Linked DNA regions of Drosophila melanogaster: region 2 is linked to region 1. Evidence: chromatin contacts called from public Hi-C data. All regions are on one chromosome and are shown on one strand. Each heading gives the region's core, a stretch centred on a gene start, on an enhancer-like site or on the middle of the called end of the contact. The rest is flanking DNA. Distances are from core to core; before and after follow the strand shown. Region 1 holds the start of AP-2alpha (Adaptor Protein complex 2, alpha subunit). Region 2 holds the start of ifc (infertile crescent).

Region 1 (6,760 bases), core at 1,586-4,085:
ATGCGCGAAGTCCACTCACCACCGGGAATGATGTCCGGCGAGGAGCGGAACAGGCGGAGCAGGCATAGCGCCGCCGACTGCTTCACCACGTCCATGGTGTCGCCCGAGACGAGTAGCTTGGGTATTTCGTTGGAAAAGGACTCGGCCATATCCCGACTTCCAATGTTGGCAATGCATTGTAGTGCCAGATTAACGTGCACAGGATTACGCGACTGCAAATCATTCTTTATAGATTGGATGATCAGCCGAATAAGGTCGCTGTTGGTGTTCACCAACACTGAGATGAAAAGGTAACCCTAAAGTTCAAAAAACAGATTTTATCAGTAACATTAAATTTAAAAAACCAATTTTTTAATTATTTTTATCAAACTTCAAACAACGACAAGTTAAATTTAATTGAATGAAATTCCCTTTTCCCACAAGCAGAGTCGTCTGCTTTCAGTTCAATTATTTCGACTCGCTAAATAAACAAATGATTATTGAAGCAATTTTTTGGGGTACTCACAATCTGCTTTTCTGAGTATTTGTTGGAGGACAGCAAATTGACCGCCTCCATGTGCCCGAAGTCGATGTCATGGCCGAGGAGAAATATGAATAACAGCTTACAGACATATTTCTTTTTCTGATAGCCGTCGAGGGTTTTGTCTCCTTTAAATTTGCTTCGTATATTGGCCAACTCCTTGTTTATGCGTTTGACTTCGGCCTCTTTGCTTTTGCCTGTGGGCAAATGGGTGAATATTAGTATAGAAATTTGTGTCTTATGCGGGTATAAGGGAGATTCACAGTAAAACAACAGTGATTCGTCTGCGGAAGCTTCGCTTTCCTTTCCACCCCGCGATTGATCGATCGGAGAGACGACTTCACACCCTTCAGCTCTCTCCATGTCGCGGATTTTCTCCGATTCACATAGGCGTCAATTAGTACCAGTCACCGATCCGCAGCGGAACCTCTGCTCTCCTATATGTTGTCCACAAACCAGAAACTAGTAACCGAGCATACAGCAAACAACGAGCTGTGATAATAATACCATACAGTGAAGCGTCGGACTCTTGCGCACACACATATGCACGCTTCGAAGTACTACAGTAAGTCATCAAACTATCAAAATTGTAAGTATTTATTAATACTGAGAGGCAACCGATTCACATTGATATAACTATTTGCTGTGTTGTACCCATATATATAACTATATATATAACTTTCTCATATCTTTCTAATGTAACGACTACGAAAACATTTACATAGGAATGGAGAAGAAAAGTAGCCAATATTTTGTAATTCATCTGGCAGAGAGCTTACTGTTCCTGCGTTTTTGTACCGCCCCACGTTTTTGTCAGTGCGCTGCTCCTGGTAATTGATCAAGTAATGGCGCTGATTCCGCCCCTATGGAAAATCTCTTGTTGCGACCCGCTCAATTGGATTTAATGCTGGTTACCCAAGAGATCTGCACTTACAGTTCCTTATATCCGATATAAAGACGGCCAGGCCTCTCATGCCATCCCCCCGCACCGGCGCCATGGTAGTTAGCTTGTTAATTTTCGCTGGTTTTATGCAAACTGGGGGCGCAAGAAAATCGTCAATGGATGGCGGCCGAGTCTCGAGGCGTTCTTATCGCTCGAACTCGACGTCGGACCCTAAGATATATAGTTGCTCTCCGCTCTGGTTCTGCAAAGCTCTTTTTACTTCGATTGGATCTCGGCCGTTCCTTGGGACCTGAAAGGGGAAACGATACTCTATTTATTGTGGGTTGTGGGAATGGGAAAACTTAGTATTATGATTACGTTTTAGTATTTGTGTTAACAAACGTATATTATTCAAACAAAAGGTATTTTGGATAACAATTTGTATTTAGCCAGGGAGTAGCTTATTGTGCATGCCAACACATTGATACAGCTTCTATTTTGAAAGTCCGTATTGCAGTTTTACTTTTGATAACGAAAACGCCACAAAATATGTATGCACCACACATTTCACTGAGCATCAAGCGCTGATAACGATTTATATGTATAAAAAATCCAATGTTTAATAAACTCAGAACTTTTAAACGGTAAATAGTGGACTACGTGATTGATTTTCCGGCCAGTGCACCCAATGGCTGGCGAACTTTGACATTTTCTGGTGGAAGTAGAGTGTACCCCCGCATTTTTGGCAACCGATTTATTTTCAACTTGGCAGCGTTTTGCCCGTTGATAAAGATTCTGTGACCTCGCTCGCCCACTTTTTATCGCCTGGCGAAGTCGATGTGCACTTGGGCATTATTATTTGGATTTGCGCGACCACCGGCTTTTGTTTCTGTAGTATACTTTTTACTTTGCTTTCCGTTTCGTTTTATTTTCTGTTTTTCACTGCGCTCTTCGGTTCTCTTCTTTCTTTGCTTTCATGTCACGTCACTTTTTTCACCGCTGGATGACGAGGGCGTTTTGCCCAAAAAAAAAAGCACCGAAGAAGCCTCCAAAAACATTAATGGGCGTATGTTAGCTGTTCTTTTTTTTTGAGCTTACTTTTCCGATTTTTTTTACTCGCCAGCGGACAAAATCGGTTAGCGTTGCGGAATTTCTGTGGCGGAGCAGAGAGAGTAATCTCTGACTTCTGAAGTTGGCTTCGCTTGGAATCGGAATCCGGGGTGTTGGCTGCGGAATGTTTGACCCTGCGTGTTGCACTTTATGGAACTCCAACTCGCTGGAGCTTCGCCTCGCTGATTTGCCGCTAATTTGTTTGTTAACTATTACCAAGTGCAGGGCAATTCACTAAAATGAAAATTTCTATTGATTTTTCTTCGCTCTCGCTGCCTAAGAGTGGAGCCATCTAGCGGGCGCGGGTGGAACGATTGGTGTGACCAGTAGAGCGTTGGGTTGAAATACAATGATTACTTCGAGGGATGGGTACACAGGGATGGACGAAGAGAGACGACAATTCGCTTTAAGAATTTTTTACCTTTTGCTCCAAGCAGAAATCCAAAAATATCTTCTTAATTGTTTTTATGGCTAATAAATTTCCGTTCTATCCTTTAAGGTAACGCTTGGTGCAATACAAAAATATGACTCAAATTTGATTAAGTTGTTGTCAAAACTTGTGACGTCACAAAACACAAGGCTGCGCAACCTCTCGCAGCGCACACCTTGAGATTACTCCGCCATTTTTTTGCGCGTTTCAGAAACGCGTTTTCGATCCCTCGGTTTTATTTGTGGAAAAAATATGTGAAGTGCTCTTGCGGCAAGCAGCAAACTGGCAGAATTGAAAACACAGGACCGACCAGATCGATCCAAGTACCAGGAGTAGCACCGGATACCGTGGCTTGCGCCGAAGTGATAAGCGTGCCGAATGCAGACGCATGTGTTACGCAGCACAGTTCCGATTTTCGCACCGTAAAAACATAATTGGCATTGGAGATAGGAGTGGATTTTGGAGTGCGCTAGTAGTAGGAGAAGGAGCCAACCGCGTTCCGTCATGAGTTTTTCCAGCGACGAGGTGAACTTTCTGGTTTACCGATACCTGCAGGAGTCGGGTGAGTAAAACCCTCCAATCGCAAGATAACAGCCCGCCCTAATCTCATGCAATCCCGTTTTCTAGGCTTTCTGCACTCGGCCTACGTGTTTGGCATTGAGTCACACATCTCGCAAAGTAATATCAATGGCGCATTGGTTCCACCTGCCGCTTTGCTCACCATCCTGCAGAAGGGTCTTCTGTACACTGAAGTGGAGTGGAGCGTAGGCGAAGACGGCGAGGTGGCGCGACCCATTGAAGGACTCTCTCTAATAGACGCTGTCATGCCGGAGGTGAAGCCACTCAAGCCCATTGTGAAAACAGAGCCGGGAAAACCCGGGGCAGTCGACTCTTCTGCCCCTGCCGGTGGCAACCAGAACAACAATGCCAAGCCTGAGATAAAAATAGAACCGGGTACCGGAGTGGCGGGCTCAGCAGGTGGAAACAAAATTGCTGGCAGCACCACGGGCACAAGCACACCAACCGATCAGTCGGCAAGCGAGGTAGACTCCAGTGGAAATGCGGCAAATAATGCTGGCGGCACATACGCCGGAAACAATGGAGCTGGAGGGAACCAGGCCAGTACTGGAGGATCTAATAGCACAAGCACACCAGCTGGTGGAGATTTGGCAGCACCTGGGGCAAGTCAAAAGAAATCCCAGAACTCGAATGAAGCGGGAAGCTCATCTAGTGGCAATGCAGGCAATGCAAATGCTACCAGTACCGATGATGCAGCCTCCTCAACATCCACAAATGGCAATAGCAGCACTTCCAGCAGCGTAGAACAACCTACAAGCGGGCTGACGCCCGCTGGTGGAACTGTATCAACCTCCAATCCGGACGCAGCAGCATCGGGCGGAGCTTCGACTGCAACAGGATCAAAGGCGCCAAGTGGAGCGGTTACGATTCGCGTAGGAGCCCAAGGAAACAACGTGCAGTCTGGTTCGTCCAATGCTCAAAGCTCTGCTCCCAGTGGAACCATCTCCTCGTCTACCAGCGGAGGTGCTGGGACTCCCGCAGCTCTTGTTCCCATGGACATTGACGAGAACATCGAAATACCCGAATCCAAGGCTCGTGTATTACGCGGCCACGAAAGCGAGGTGTTTATCTGCGCATGGAATCCTAGCCGGGATTTACTGGCAAGCGGTTCGGGAGACAGCACTGCTAGGATATGGGACATGTCCGATGCAAACACTAACTCCAACCAGTTGGTGCTGCGCCACTGCATCCAGAAAGGCGGCGCTGAGGTGCCTAGCAACAAGGACGTCACCTCTCTGGACTGGAATGTAAGTCGAAGATCTTGGCACTTAAGCCTTGCAAAGTTTGATTTCTGATCCTTACTTAATCTATTCTCGTTTTTGCAGTGCGATGGTTCCTTGCTCGCCACCGGCAGCTACGATGGTTACGCCCGAATTTGGAAAACCGACGGTCGACTTGCTTCTACTTTGGGACAACACAAGGGTCCGATCTTTGCTCTGAAGTGGAACAAGTGCGGCAACTACATCCTCTCGGCTGGCGTGGACAAGACGACGATCATCTGGGACGCATCCACGGGCCAATGCACCCAGCAATTTGCCTTTCACAGTGCTCCAGCCTTGGATGTGGACTGGCAGACAAACCAGGCCTTTGCCTCTTGCAGTACGGATCAGCGGATACATGTGTGCCGGTTGGGTGTAAATGAACCCATCAAGACCTTTAAAGGACACACAAACGAGGTGAATGCAATCAAGTGGTGTCCGCAGGGCCAACTGCTGGCGTCCTGCTCTGATGACATGACCCTCAAGATCTGGAGCATGAACCGAGATCGTTGCTGCCACGATCTGCAGGCTCACTCAAAGGAGATCTATACGATAAAATGGTCGCCCACGGGGCCGGGAACCAATAATCCAAACACAAACCTGATCCTCGCATCCGCTTCGTTCGATTCCACGGTAAGACTGTGGGACGTGGAGAGGGGCAGCTGTATCCACACGCTCACCAAGCACACAGAGCCAGTCTATTCGGTGGCCTTCAGTCCGGATGGAAAGCATTTGGCCTCCGGCAGCTTCGACAAGTGCGTACACATTTGGAGCACGCAAACGGGACAGCTAGTGCACAGTTACAAGGGCACGGGCGGAATCTTTGAGGTGTGCTGGAACTCCAAGGGCACTAAGGTGGGTGCCAGTGCCTCCGACGGTAGCGTTTTCGTGTTGGACCTGCGAAAGTTCTGATTGCCGGAGCAGCCACAACTGGATTTCGTGTATTGAGCCAACGCTTAAAATAGTCAAGATTCCTTTTCCAGCTCATTATTTGGTAAAAATGAAATCGGTAGTTTTTCACTTTCTTACGGAACGAGAAGTTTTTACTTTTGATTCAAAAATTGCATTTAACTATATTTTTTAAAGAAGTGAAATATGATCAGTTACAATTCTACCAACATAAGTCGATTTGGATCTGGAGTCCGGACCTTAGGTAACTCCTTTCTTAGCTATCCCGCCCTGCAATCGTATTTGTAATTGCTTTAAATTCTAATTAGTTCTTTAAGGTATACCTCTTGAGATGAGATCCTCCCGCTTTTGTCCACGTCTATTTCGTACGCTTAGTTTCGAGTCACAAAATATCGATATGCACCTGGGATTTTTGGGGGCTTCAACATGGTTGTTGTTCTCTTCAGATCAGCGGGATGCGACTCGCCTCATTTTAATCTTAATCATAAGCTCCATGTTTCTAAGGTCGTCCCTTTTTATACGAAAATCGTTTAGTATAACTTTGCATTTTGTTATTGTATCGATCAAAGATGCCAGCCAACTCCCCGCCCTCCCCACCAAAAGTCCTTTACCCAATTCCACAGTTGTCCTCCAAAAAAGGGATGCCAAGAGATCAGATCAGACCGATTCACGCATACATTCAGAACAGTGTAACTGCAGTCCCACGTAGTCAGTAATCGAACGTAATTATTAAGAACACGAGATTGGCGGAAACACAAGAACATCAGCAAAAATACATTAAAGATAAAAATTAATCTGTTTTCGTTTTGGGCCTGGGTGTTTTTTGTATTTTAGCATTTTAAAATTTAATACTAAAGTACTTAAATTAAACTTTATTCTTTGTAAATATAGATACTCCTGAACTTAATTTTATTTTCATTTGTTGCTAAAACTCCATGACACTTTCCAGATGGCGTTGCTTAAAGAAGCGGCACTCCTCGCGAATTATTTCGCCGGATTTTGTTGTGCCCTTAAAGAACTTTGTGAGCTTGGTGCCGGCGTACTTGGGCTTCTCGGAATCCGGCTCGTCG
Region 2 (6,760 bases), core at 1,679-4,178, 5.6 Mb after region 1:
CTCTCTCTTCCGTCCGCTCTCTTCGATTGTCGGCGTCGTTGCGCTTGCGCGCCACTTTTCGCTGACCAGCTGCGTTTCGGTTTCTCGGCCGCCAGGCCAGAAGAAAGTTCCCAGAAAGAAGGTCGCTCTTCGAGCGCTCTTGGCGAATTCCAGCTGCTATGCGTTTTTAAGGTCATCTGTTCCAAATGCGATCTACCTACATTGCTCATTCGGCACTAATCCATTTTGCAGGCTCTGCAAAAGAGGCTCTATATACATATTAATATAGTTCATTCTCAACTCCTGTTTTGTGTTCTGGCACTTGCACCTGCCTATCGATGTATAGGCAGGGATTAGTGGCCAGCTCGACCCTGAAATGGCACATCAGCTACCTGATGAAACGATGGACAACTGTCTTTATTCCATTGATCTTTCCGTCATTCAAGTTTACGCCTAACAGAATTGCATAACAAATGGCGTACTGGTTAGTCGAAAATTGGAATTTTGCTGAATTTCCATAAGAATATCACATAGTTAGAAAAGTAATTGTGTATAGTCCGTAGCACACACTATTCTGCATACTAACCATTTTACCTTTAATCTCCTCCGTAGGAACTGGCAAGACTGCCACCTTCTCGATTGCTATCCTTCAGCAAATCGACACGAGCATTCGCGAGTGCCAGGCGCTGATCCTGGCCCCCACTCGCGAGTTGGCCACGCAGATCCAGCGCGTGGTGATGGCGCTCGGCGAGTACATGAAGGTGCACTCGCACGCCTGCATTGGCGGCACTAACGTGCGCGAAGACGCCCGCATCTTGGAATCCGGTTGCCATGTGGTGGTGGGCACTCCTGGCCGCGTCTACGACATGATCAACCGCAAGGTGCTGCGCACCCAGTACATCAAGCTGTTCGTGCTGGATGAGGCCGATGAGATGTTGTCCCGCGGTTTCAAGGATCAGATCCAGGATGTCTTCAAGATGCTGCCCCCAGATGTGCAGGTCATCCTGCTGTCCGCCACCATGCCGCCGGATGTGCTCGAAGTGAGCCGTTGCTTCATGCGTGATCCCGTCAGCATCCTGGTTAAGAAGGAGGAACTGACCCTTGAGGGTATCAAGCAGTTTTACGTCAACGTGAAGCAGGAGAACTGGAAACTGGGCACCCTTTGCGATCTGTACGATACGCTGTCCATCACCCAGTCGGTAATCTTCTGCAACACCCGTCGCAAGGTAAATTCACTCATTCTTATAATTGTGTGAAGCTGGATTAGTTTCAATCGCAAAGCCGATAAGTTGCTAACAAAAATGTCTACCCATTCTTCAGGTGGACCAACTGACCCAGGAGATGTCTATCCACAACTTCACCGTCTCGGCCATGCACGGCGACATGGAGCAGCGTGATCGCGAGGTCATCATGAAACAATTCCGTTCGGGCTCGTCTCGTGTTCTGATTACCACTGATTTACTGGCGCGCGGTATTGATGTGCAGCAGGTGTCGTTGGTCATCAACTATGATCTGCCCTCGAACCGCGAGAACTACATTCATAGGTAAGTGCTCACCACCTCGCCCCTGAATCTACTCAGCTATGTGCTATACTAAACATGATACCATCACTTTCAATCTATTTCAGAATTGGTCGCGGTGGTCGTTTCGGTCGCAAGGGTGTTGCGATCAACTTTATTACAGATGATGATCGACGAATCCTTAAGGATATTGAACAGTTCTACCACACAACAATTGAGGAAATGCCTGCTAATATTGCCGATTTGATTTAAATTTTTTCTGCTGAGCCGCAAAACAACTAAGAAAGAATTCTAAACAAAAAGTGAGTGAGCAAAACAGCAAACAAGAACTGCGAAATCGATAACCGAGCGCAACTATAAATTATTCAAAGATCAACAAGTCAAGTTAAATATTTATTATTCAAATATTAATTCGAAAAGGCAGCCGACCGACCACCCAAAAAAAGGACTAAACCAGGACAGAGCAGCAACATCTTCAGCAGCGGCGCAGCAGCAGTAACATCAGCAGCAGCGGAAGCGGCAGCAACACCACCACCAATTGCCGATTAGCCGGAACCCCTCTGTATCCATTTAGTTCTCTGTGTATCATCAATTTTAAAACTGCGTTGTCAACCAGCAACAACAAATATATACAAATATATAAAAAAAAAAAAACAAAACTTAAAACAACATTTGCATCTATCTAAAAAAAGTAATATCTGAAACCAGGTACAAGATACCACTTGCTAAGAAGAGCGAGGAACTAAACGCAAAAGCCACAATATCAGAACACCTTTTTGCCGCACCTTTGTTTTAGCTTTTTCTAGAACTATTGATAAAAATATATTAAAACAAAACAAAATACATATGTACACATTATGTTTAAATATACCACTCCTAAAAAACAGCTGACAACCGAAGCAACATTTTACGCTAAACACGAACACACAGCGAATCCACCCAGATCTATAAATGTATTAACATATAGCTATATATCTTTCGGGGTATGGCCAAAAAATATATGGTTGCCGCTATTGGGTGTATAGCATGAGTTGATATAGCTGTGGATATATACAATTGGGTGGTATTGTAGATTATGTTTAACAAAGCGGAAGTAAATTCCTTATCTCAAAACAGTAGAACGAAAATGGCTGTTTTTGAAAAGTTTTTATGTATCTGTTACGTACGGTTTGGGTTAACCTCATATTAACCCAAACCTTTTTAGCCAATTTCATAAGCTTTCGCTTTAAAACCAGCTCTCTAAGCAAGATGAGTTCCAAAAGTTAAACTAATTTTTTAAAACTTTCAACACCACTCCACTGCATATACTTTTAAAACGAAAGCGCAGTGGGTAAGTTGCATTTCGTTAAGCCTTCACATCAACTTATCGGTTGAAATTCTGATAACAAGCTATCGATAATCTATCGATTCGACTCGCAGCCCTATCACGTCAGGTCATATTAATTTTTCAATCCGCCCAGTTGGATGTTTGGACAGTTTCCTTCCTCGCGCCGGTCGATAATGTTGGCCAACTAACACCGACCTGTAGCACGTCACCCGTAATAACCCATAACCGCAACCAGTCCAAGCATCCAAGATGGGACAGAAAGTTTCGCGCACCGACTTCGAGTGGGTGTACACGGAGGAGCCGCACGCCTCGCGGCGCAAGATCATACTGGAGAAGTACCCGCAGATCAAGAAGCTCTTTGGCCACGACCCGAATTTCAAGTGGGTGGCCGGCGCAATGGTGCTCACACAGATCCTGGCGCTGTTCGTCGTGAAGGACCTGTCGTGGTCGTGGCTCATCGTGGCCGCCTATTGCTTCGGCGGCATCATCAACCACTCGTTGATGCTGGCCGTTCACGAGATCTCGCACAACCTGGCCTTTGGACACAGCAGACCTATGCACAACCGGATCTTGGGCTTCATCTGCAACCTGCCCATCGGGTTGCCCATGAGCATTTCCTTCAAAAAGTACCATCTGGAACATCACCGGTACGTGCCAATCGGTTCGAATTCATACCCTAAACCGCACCCTCACGCACACATGGGCATTAACACTTTTCTCTGGGCAATAGGGCGTAGTCACACAGTAAACAGCGAAAACATCATCCCATTCCGCATTTATCCATTTAAAAGCCGGCTTGTGTTGTTCAACACTGATTGCTCTCCATTGGGTTTCATGTGAATTTTCACCCCGCAAACTTGTGAATCAGTTTTCATGTTGTTCCCTTTTGCCGGGCATCGAGTGCGTCTTAATTGCGCCGATTAGATAAGGTTGTAGTTATATGTGTATCCGAATAGGCGCTCAATTGGTCACGTAGCTCAGTGATTTGCCACTCGACTTCTCGGCTGCAAGTCGCGTTCAGTTGAGTCACTGCTTCGCCTTCCGCAAAAAGTTCCCGAAATATTATTCAAACTAATTTTATGAGTGTTGTTTATGTTTACAGTTACAGTCATTCACTATGTTTCTAGTCGTAGATAGTGTTTATCTTATCGCCCAGGTGCACCATTGGGCGGATCATTGATTGTCGTTCAACAACGTCCCAATCCCAAATGTTCGCTTCTCAGTCCCAACTAAGTCTAAAATAAGTCATGTACGTAAATCATCACAAACTATCTGCATTCTAAAAAAATTATATTGCTAACTACATGCTATGCATACATTGTTCACCGTTCACCAGCTCAATAAACTGTAACGTTTATTTGTCCTTTCAGTTACCAAGGTGATGAGGCAATTGACACTGACATACCCACACTGCTGGAGGCGCGCCTGTTTGACACCACATTTGGAAAATTTCTGTGGGTGTGCCTGCAGCCTTTTTTTTACATTTTCCGTCCACTGATTATTAACCCGAAGCCACCTACACGCCTGGAGATTATTAACACCGTGGTGCAGCTAACTTTCAACGCCCTGATCGTTTACTTTCTGGGCTGGAAGCCACTGGCCTATCTGTTGATCGGCAGTATTCTAGCAATGGGACTGCACCCGGTGGCCGGACACTTTATCTCGGAGCACTACATGTTCGCCAAGGGCTTTGAGACGTACTCCTACTACGGTCCGCTCAACTGGATCACCTTCAATGTGGGCTACCACAACGAGCATCACGACTTTCCGGCGGTGCCCGGCTCCAGGCTGCCAGAGGTTAAGCGCATCGCTAAGGAATTCTACGACACAATGCCACAGCACACCAGCTGGACCCGGGTTCTGTACGACTTCATCATGGACCCAGCAGTGGGACCTTACGCACGCGTGAAGCGACGCCAGCGCGGCCTGGCCTCCTAAGCCATCGATGCTATTCAAGGTTTCCTGCCATGAATGTAATCTCAGCGTTAGACCTAAAACGGCTTTTTTATGTATATATACACCGTAGAGACATTTACAGCGGATGCAGAAGAAATAAGGGGAACAACCACACACATAGCACCAGCTAATCTCTGTGATTAGATAAGGGGCATTCGGACACTTGCAGCGGCTGATATGAACAATTACGTGGATATAGTTTTTGGTATTATTGCTAGAGTGTGAGCTTAGTTAGGTTCGTTGGCCTAACTGAGAGGCACTTTCGAGCGCTTTAATTAATTGTTACCTCATAAATTGGAAAGCCTGTTAAATCTAGTGTGTAATACTTGTCCTATTATACTATTGTCTTAGTATTTTCGATACATATTTATATTGCTTTCAGATCATTTATGTGCAGACACGATTTGGTGTGATCAATCTTAATCCTTATCGCCGCCACCCTGGCCGATAGCAAGCCACTAATCAAGCAACCAACTACTATTTTTGATAGACTCTTGAAACTGTTACCTAAGAATAAAGTCTAAATAATTTGACCGGGGTGGCTGCATGTACAGAATACACTATAAAATTTGTAAGCAAACTAATGAAATAAATAACAACATCGTATTGTAACGACTCTGTGACCAATTAAACTTTTTGAAGCTTGCAAAGTTATTGCTTACGCCGATTGCATGTCGCACGTCAGTCATGTGGGCACAGTGCTATCAACTGATAATGATAATTTCGATAAGCACCTGTGGAACGACAAGGTAGGCAATGCGGTTATATGAATTGCTTGCCAGATAACTCACACCTTGGAGAATGTGCACCTAGGAGATCGAGGATGTTTTTCTGCTTTGCAGCCAACTGGATTGGATTAATCATGGCTTAGTTACTTAATCTATATGTCTATTGTATTGTCGTATTGTATTCTACGCCATCTGGAATGCGATGTATTATCAACATGTTCCTCTTTTAAGGTGCTCTTTAAAAGAGCTTTGATCTTCAAAATTTGGTTATCCAGTCTTAATCCGGAGAACCGGAGAACCCTTATAATTATGTATACATTATACATATTTACAATTCTTGGTAGAATTTGGTAGACTGAATGAGTAATGTCCTCAAGTGTCCACAATCATAGGTGTTCTATAGACTAGAAGATTAGAAGACTAAATTTAGAAACACCAACCATTACCACGATCGAAATAATCAACAGCGACACACGTGTTCTTTTAAATACTATTTATATATAATTTATTTAAATTATAGAATTATATATCTTGTTGGGGGAAGGTATCGTGAGGGAAAATGTTTTTATATTTTTGGATCATTCATTGAAATCAATCGTACATTACTGCTTAATGAAATAAAAGTGTTATCCTTAATATGTTTAGGGCTCTGTTTTGTTTCCGTTAACGTTTATCTTGGGTTGCTTGCAATTAGAACCTGCACATTTGTCAGCTTGAGTTTTTATACACATTTAAAAAATGATTTTACAAAGTGTTTTTCGTTTTTTTGTCTGCTTTTTCAATTGCATAATTCTAAGCACTGTGTTTATTGTTGTACGTTAATATTACCAAGATGTTTTGCAATTTTTTTGTTTCGTTTTTTTTTTGTAATTTGTTTTTACTTCCACGTTTGTTGGATTTCTAGTCAACTTACTAATTATAAATTAAAAATTATACACTTTTCATTGTATTTTAAATGTAAACTTAAATGTATACTGAATTTTAGTTTTTGTATGATCGTTTTATTAACAGGATTTTGTTTTCGTTTTTTTTTTTGTTTCTTTTTTATATATTTTAATTTGGGGCAATAAACAAGAACATACAAAGAAAGGGAGAGTCTACAAGGCGCCACGCGTAAAAGTGGAAGATTCTTAATGTTTGAGGGTTTTTGCTCGCAACCTTAAGTAAACAAAAATGTACAAAAGTAAAACGAGAGTCGCCTTCGCCTTTGATTAAAGGAAAAAGTCAAATAAAACGTAAGAAAACTTTGC

The links. Hi-C and Micro-C count contacts between places; a contact is called where the count stands out from the background.
Region 2: a Hi-C map of the Kc167 cell line shows a contact between it and region 1, with 2.4 times the contacts expected there. The contact joins the promoter of ifc here to the promoter of AP-2alpha in region 1. A contact is called at or near these places in 4 of 107 Hi-C or Micro-C datasets (the Kc167 cell line, the S2 cell line, eye imaginal disc and 1 more).

Annotation. Positions count from the first base shown.
Region 1 is chr2L:411,942-418,701 of dm6, forward strand. It overlaps AP-2alpha (Adaptor Protein complex 2, alpha subunit), which reads right to left and starts at 2,836. Exons shown (of 9, transcript NM_057471.6): 1 at 2,502-2,836; 2 at 1,455-1,713; 3 at 506-717; 4 at 1-296. The coding sequence starts at 1,518. ebi reads left to right here and starts at 3,126. Exons shown (of 3, transcript NM_057981.4): 1 at 3,126-3,505; 2 at 3,571-4,769; 3 at 4,848-6,595. The coding sequence starts at 3,448. The coding sequence ends at 5,693. CG13690 reads right to left here. Exons shown (of 1, transcript NM_134677.4): 1 at 6,493-6,760. The coding sequence ends at 6,616.
Region 2 is chr2L:5,983,420-5,990,179 of dm6, forward strand. It overlaps ifc (infertile crescent), which reads left to right and starts at 2,929. Exons shown (of 2, transcript NM_057246.5): 1 at 2,929-3,473; 2 at 4,197-5,435. The coding sequence starts at 3,076. The coding sequence ends at 4,764. It overlaps eIF4A (eukaryotic translation initiation factor 4A), which reads left to right. Exons shown (of 5, transcript NM_001258978.3): 3 at 592-1,205; 4 at 1,300-1,523; 5 at 1,607-2,490. The coding sequence ends at 1,751. Kdm5 (Lysine demethylase 5) reads right to left here. Exons shown (of 5, transcript NM_001298720.1): 5 at 5,981-6,760.